Regions from separate parts of the Triticum aestivum genome. Here region 2 is linked to region 1. Evidence: chromatin contacts called from public Hi-C data. All regions are on one chromosome and are shown on one strand. Each heading gives the region's core, a stretch centred on a gene start, on an enhancer-like site or on the middle of the called end of the contact. The rest is flanking DNA. Distances are from core to core; before and after follow the strand shown.

What was found. A called contact is a pair of places that touch in the nucleus more often than the background predicts.
Region 2: a Hi-C map of leaf shows a contact between it and region 1, with 4 times the contacts expected there. The contact joins the promoter of LOC123113435 here to the enhancer-like site in region 1. A contact is called at or near these places in 3 of 5 Hi-C or Micro-C datasets (all in leaf) and 1 of 1 datasets of contacts at active chromatin or transcription factors (leaf).

The regions. Positions count from the first base shown.
Region 1 is chr5B:586,742,946-586,746,141 of IWGSC CS RefSeq v2.1, reverse strand. No RefSeq gene overlaps it. Among protein-coding and RNA genes, the nearest start is that of LOC123113434, 20 kb to the right of the region's middle. Within about 2 kb of position 1,616, at least 8 of the 8 cell types and tissues checked have an H3K27ac peak or open chromatin away from gene starts, as enhancers often do. A contact at or near this core is called in leaf, where this site is marked.
Region 2 is chr5B:586,901,843-586,905,038 of IWGSC CS RefSeq v2.1, reverse strand. It overlaps LOC123113435, which reads right to left and starts at 1,745. Exons shown (of 1, transcript XM_044534663.1): 1 at 1,037-1,745. The coding sequence starts at 1,544. The coding sequence ends at 1,317.

The DNA of each region.
Region 1 (3,196 bases), core at 367-2,866:
ACCTCTTAATTCTCGGGATGAGAATTTCTTTGAGTGGAGGAGAGTTGTGACATCCCCAGACTACTAAACCGTGCTTATGCCAATTAGTCATGCTAAGTTGTCGTCATTAAACCCTAAGAAAACAATTAAGTAATAAACAAACTTCAAATTCAAATTAAAAATGGAATTCAAATAATTACTTCTTCGAATAATTAAATAAAATAGTTCATAATATTGTAAAAAATCCTAAAGGAATGATAAAGAAACAAAACCAACATTATTTGAGTTTCCAAATTGACCCTAGCAACCAAAACAATGGATCAACATCAAATAAATTAACCCTTTTCAATATCTAGAAATATGAAAAGTTTACTAAATGCTCTGAAATTTTGTGTATAACACCATAATATTGCGCTGAGTTTATATGCCAAGTTGCAGAACTAATTAAAATCATTTAGTATTAAAATTAAATTGTAAAACATAGTAGAAAATACAAAACAGTAAAGAAAAGAATAAGAACTAAAAGCTACTGTGCACTTACCGGCCTACCTGCTACAGAAGGCCTAGCCCATCAGCAGGCTTTCCTCCTACCTCCTGTTCACCAGCAACACCGTGGACGCCCGCGGTTCGTTCGTGGCCGTAGATGGCCACGTGGCGGCCATCCGCCGCTCCCCGGCGACCTACAAAGCTCCCTCCCAACTCCCCGAACCCGCTGCCCCCAGATCTCACTTCTCCTTCCTCCCTCGCTCCTCTGCTCGCGTTCGAGCGTGCCCGTCGGCGCTGTTCGCTGCCACCGCGACCACCGCCGTTCCCATGTTCTTTCGCCTTGTCCCCGAGCTCCGCAACAAAGCACTCGTCCCCTCCATCGAGTCACACGAGCTCGAACGCCCTGCAACACCGTCGCCATCGCCGTCTTCGAGCTTCGGTCACCGAGGTCGCCACCATCGATTCGACGCCACCGAGCCCTCCCCGAGCACACCCGGCTTCTCTTCGAGTCCGCTGTGAGCCCCGCCGTTCTTCCCCTCTCTTTCCCGCTGTAGACCCGTCCCCGCCCGAGGCCGCCATGGTCGGGAGTGAAGCTCCCATGTGCGCCCACATGATGTTGCTGCTGCTGCTCTCCAACGCTCTGACCCGCGCGCCCGCCCACCGGCACTGGTCCTGCTCGCTACGACGGCCGCCGCTGCTCCTTCCTGCCCCTGCTGCAGACGCCGGCGCCCGTCGCTCCCTCTGGCCGCATGCTCCGGCTCCGCCTCCAACGCTGCTGCCGGCGCTCACCTGTAGCCGCGCCCGGAGCTCGCTTCACGCGCTTTCTGGCCGCGCCCCCTGCCTCACTTGGACCGCGACCCCTGCCAGTGCGCGTGCTTGCCCACTCGCGCCCGCATAGCCCCGTCCCGCTGCTCCCTTGCTGCTACGCCGCCGAAGTCTGCCCGCTCACCTCGCCTTAGATGTCGTAGCGCCGCCGCGCCCGTGTGACCCGCCTCCGCCGCCGCCCGGGGCTGCTCGCGCGCGCCCGCCCCTGATCTCGCCCCCGCCAGCCGCCGCTTGTCGGCCGCGACCATCGCCTCGCCCCTGTTGCGCGCGCGTTGACCGCATCAGAGGCCGGCTTGGGCCACTGCCCCCAGGGCCCGGGTCTGTTAATTAGGAAGGCCTAATTAACTTAGCCCAGGCCCCCCCTAGTAAATCTAATTAACACTAATTGTTCCCTCGGTCAATTACATGTGGCCCCCACTGATTAGTTTAATTAAACTAATAAGTAAAACCAGTTAATCTAATAAGTCAATGACATGTGGACCCAGTAAAAACTTTGACCAGTCAACTACTGAGTCAGCAGTTGACAGGGCCCACTGTCAACCCCTCTGTACCCTTTTCTGGGTACACTTTTGGGTGCGTATAGCATTTAGTTGTTTATTATTTTCTAATTAATAAATATTCCTGAAAGTCGGGTAATTGTTTAAAACTTTAGAAATTCATAATAAATAAACCATTACTCGGATGAAAATACTTTCTACATGAAAGTTGCTCAGAACGACGAGACAAATTCGAATACGCACTCTGTTTGTCAGCCACGTGTCCCTAGTATAGCAAACATGGAACCGCCCCCTCCGTTTCATATGTCCAAAAACGCGAAACACTGGGAATACTTTTCCGGATGTTTTCCCCCTTCATCGGTAACACCTAATACTGCGTTAGGTCACCCCTAGCATCGCTCATTGTCATGTCATGCATCATCATGCTTATATTTGCATTATATTTATTGTTTCTTCTCCCTCTTCTCTCCCGTAGACTACGAGACCGACGCCGTTGCTGCCCCGTTTGACTACGGAGTTGACGACCCCTCCTTCTTGTTAGAGCAATCAGGCAAACCCCCCCCCCCCCTGATCACTCGATATCGCATATTCCTTCTCTCCACTGCTTGCATTAGAGTACTGTAGCATGTTACTGCTTTCGGTTAATCCTATTCTGCTCCATAGCCTGTCATTGTTGCTACAATTGGTGATACCTTTACCTGCAATCCTACATGCTTAGTATACGTTACTAATGCTTCATCATTGGTCCTACATTCTTGTCCATCTGCCATGCTATACTATCGGGTCGTGATCACTCGAGAGGTGATCACGGGTTTATACATACAGACAGACTATACAGGTGGTGACTAAAGTCGGGTCGGCTCGTAGAGCATCCGCAAGTGATTCAGATATGGGGGCTGAAAGGACAGGTGGTCCATCCAGGTAGTGGTGGACCCGGGTTCCCGACGGCTCCCGAGTATTACTTTGAGGCGGAGCGACAAGGCAGATTGTGACCACCTAGGAGACATGTGGGTCTGGTTCTGATCGGCGTCTGTGGTTACTTCATAATAACACACTTAATGAGATCTTGGTATTTGATCTGAGTTCGGTCATTGACCTTATACGCACTAACCGCCATGTGGGACAAGATATGGGCAACCGGCGTCGTGGTATCAGCCGAAGGCTTCTAGACGTCAGCGACTGAGCGGTGCGCACCGGATTGGACTAGAACGCCTGCTCTTGTATTAGGGAGGCTAGGTCTGTTTCCGGCCGCCCTCGCAACGTGCAAGTGTGCAATAGGCGATGGGCTCAGACCCCTGCGTGCATAGGATTTAGACCGGCGTGCTGACCTCTCTGTTAGGCCTAGGTAGGGCTGTGACGTGTTGATCTTCCAAGGCTGGACATGACCCAGGAAAGTGTGTGCCCGGCAA
Region 2 (3,196 bases), core at 496-2,995, 160 kb before region 1:
GTTGTCGGCTCAATAGACTTCTCTTCTGCTTTGCTTGTTGCTTTATCTATAAACCTGGATGAGATCTTGTTTAGCTCTCACAGGTTTGGTTTCAGTCAAAACCATACACGCTATATTCAAATACTTGAGTTTTGTTTCGATCGTCATCAGCTTTTTTCGGCATTTCCCATACCAACTGCATCCTTTCGGCATCATGGCCAAAAGGTTGGCACCCAAGTCTTTGGTCAAATTGCTTTGGTTGTCCAGTTCTTAAGTAGGGTACACTCAAACACCAGTGCCGTAACACGAGCAGTTAATTAGGCCTTACAAATTTTTATTGTGAAGGTTGAATATTGGTACCAAACTCTTAGATAATCACCTGAACGATTTTGGTTGTGTTTGGTATTCGGTGGATTTTTTAAGAGTGGCACTTCCGCACTACACAACCAAGTTAACACGTCACCACTCTTTGGAGAAGCAAGGTGAATTACAAGGGCATGTTCACGCACGAAGAAAGGTAAAGTTGCTACGAGAAAACAACCACCTTATCGTCTTGTTTGGAGAGGCGGTGATGCCAAAGATGAAGGTTGTCGCAGTATGGATGTCCTCGCCCCTAAAAGTCGTGGCGCTTCGTGCATCCCATATCTTTCAAAGAATAGCCATTTTCAGTAGGATGTAAGTCCAGGTAGAGTGTTCGACTCCATGGGTAATACACAATCCTATAGATCATCGAAGGTGGGGGTGGGGATGATGGCGATGTGTTGCCAAATCCTCGTGGTATCTTCTATGTCATTGGAGCATCTCGTGCAGTACTTATTTATCATTTGGCCAATTAACATTTCCCCCAATTTTAGTGAGTAGTTCAACAACGGAAAACATAGATTGGATTATTATGCCAGGTGTCAATAAACTGCTCTTGACAAAATGCTGCAAGAACTGTAAACTCCGCACTTTTCTAAAAGGAAATGGAAGAAGATTGAGCAGAACCACAATAGCAAATGTATCACCAAAAGCAGCACCAACACCAACTAAGAAAAAGCAGCAGCAGCAACAGAGATGCCATAGAAACCAAACGAATCCATTCAAAGGATACAGTCATACTACATAGGAGTACATGATATGATACAGTTGATTCGACTGGGCGCTTTATTTATTTATCTTTTTTTTAACGGGAGGCATGAGCACTACTACTACTATCACTCGATTAGCGATGAAAAAGAGCTTATGTACAAGAGGAACCCGCACATCAAGGTATGGCTCCTCCCTTGTGCCCGCGCCCCTACGTACGTGCCCTGGAATTTACACGTACGTACGGACACCGCCGGTTCACCGGCGCATCAGGCCGGGGCGAAGCGGTCCATGAGCATGCACACCGTGTCCTCGGAGTTGGCGAGGACGGCGCTGTTCCTCCTCCTCCTCTCCTGGATCTGCACCGTCTTCACGGCCTCCACCTCGAGCAGGCCGTCGCCCTGGTGTCGCCGTCCGACGACCTCGGCCTCTGCCTCTACCGCCGGCGCCGCCTCCCGGCCGAACTTGGCGAACCAGACGCCGACCACCCCAGCCATGGCTCTAACTCTTCGCTCTGCTACGTACACAGCACACTCTCTGGAAAAGAAGGCTGTTGAGCTTGATTAGCCTCTTCTCTTTCACTGCTTGGATGAGTGGGTGTTCCTTTAACTCTGAGTTGCCGGCTCTACTTATACAACTCGCAGGTGTGAAGGAAGGCACCAATCGGCCGGCACTCGCGAGCTGCTGCCAGTGGGAAAAGTGGAGGAAACTGCGCGCGGGGCCGAATGGTAGGCGCCTCCTCGGGCCGGTGTTTTGTTTGGGTGCCGCCGAGTGGCGGGCGAGCGGCCACAGCTCATCGGCTTTGTCCGTTGCGGCGCAGGCCCATGCCGTGCCGTGCATTTGCCATGTGACGCACGGCGCGGCGCGACGCGCGATCGGAGGCCAAGCTAATGAACGTGAGGCTGCCGTCGCGCGCGCGGTGGAGAGGGGATATCCTCGCGCGTACGATTGATTCCGCGCGCGGGCGGATCCGGAGAGAGATGCCGCTGCCAGGATGCTGCGCGCGCGCGGTGACCACTGACTGCCCGGGGGCGGGTGCAAGTGCAGCGGCCGGCGATGCGGACCGTCGCCCTCACGTACGTGCTCACCGCGCCCCGTGCTCGCATGGTTGTGCAGTCCAGGTTCGCTGCACCACCCGGACGTAGTATTTGATCCGGGGAATCGAAGAATCTGAGCAAGGTTTATGCCGCCGATGGCGGGGCGCGCCAGAGATCGGAACGTTTTGTGAGGTGCAGCAGCAGCGGGAACGTTGAGGTTCAGAGAAAACTTTCAGTATGCATGGGCAGGTGAAGTTCAGACTTCAGAGAAAACGTTGCACTGGCTAACACACGATGCATCTTCTGTACTTCATGTCTGAGTTTCTGGTAAGAATTGAAGCAAAATATCTCAGCGAAGTGAGATATTTCTTTATGTCAAGCTTGAGTTTCCCGTCCGTTCCAAAAACGTATAAGAAGCAAAAATATCTCAGTGAAGAGAGATATTTCGCTACTACTTTAGCCGCCCGAGTGGTGGTAATGAATTATAGCTCCCCTCCCACTTGGCCGCACCGTCTCCATCGATCGTACATGCCCATGAAAATGAACTTTTTTTCCCTCTAGGGACCATCATGAAAACGGACTTGACTGGAGAAGAGATAGGCGTTGATTTGTATTGTAACAGAGACATTCAGAAGGCGCCGAACTTGATAATTCAGCAGGCTACAGCAATCGCGAAAGACACTTTAGTTGCATTGCACCTAGCTAGAGCTTAGGAACGTGTTGCTGCATAGCGTTCGGTGCAATCTACTGACCGAAGCAATCGACCAGGATGGACAAGAAGGCGTCCTCCCGGACGAGCACCGGCGACGACGGCGAGCCAGCGCCAGCGCCGGCAGCCTGATCCCTGGCCGGCCAAGCCATGACACCATCAGCTGTTGGCGTTCCATTTCCGTCGCCGGACGGCTGAGCTACGTGGCCGCCTTCTTGTGCGCCGGGCGAAGCCGTGGGTCTGAACGGCTCCCCCGCTCTCCTCGTGGCCCGAATCCTGTCCACCTCCACCGTCCAAATATCTATCAGGCTCGACATGGATCGGTCGCGGCTCGCAGGGAACAGAACAACTGAGCCGAGCTGCAAGAGAGACAGAGAGCGACGAGCTGAATGCGAGGATCGAT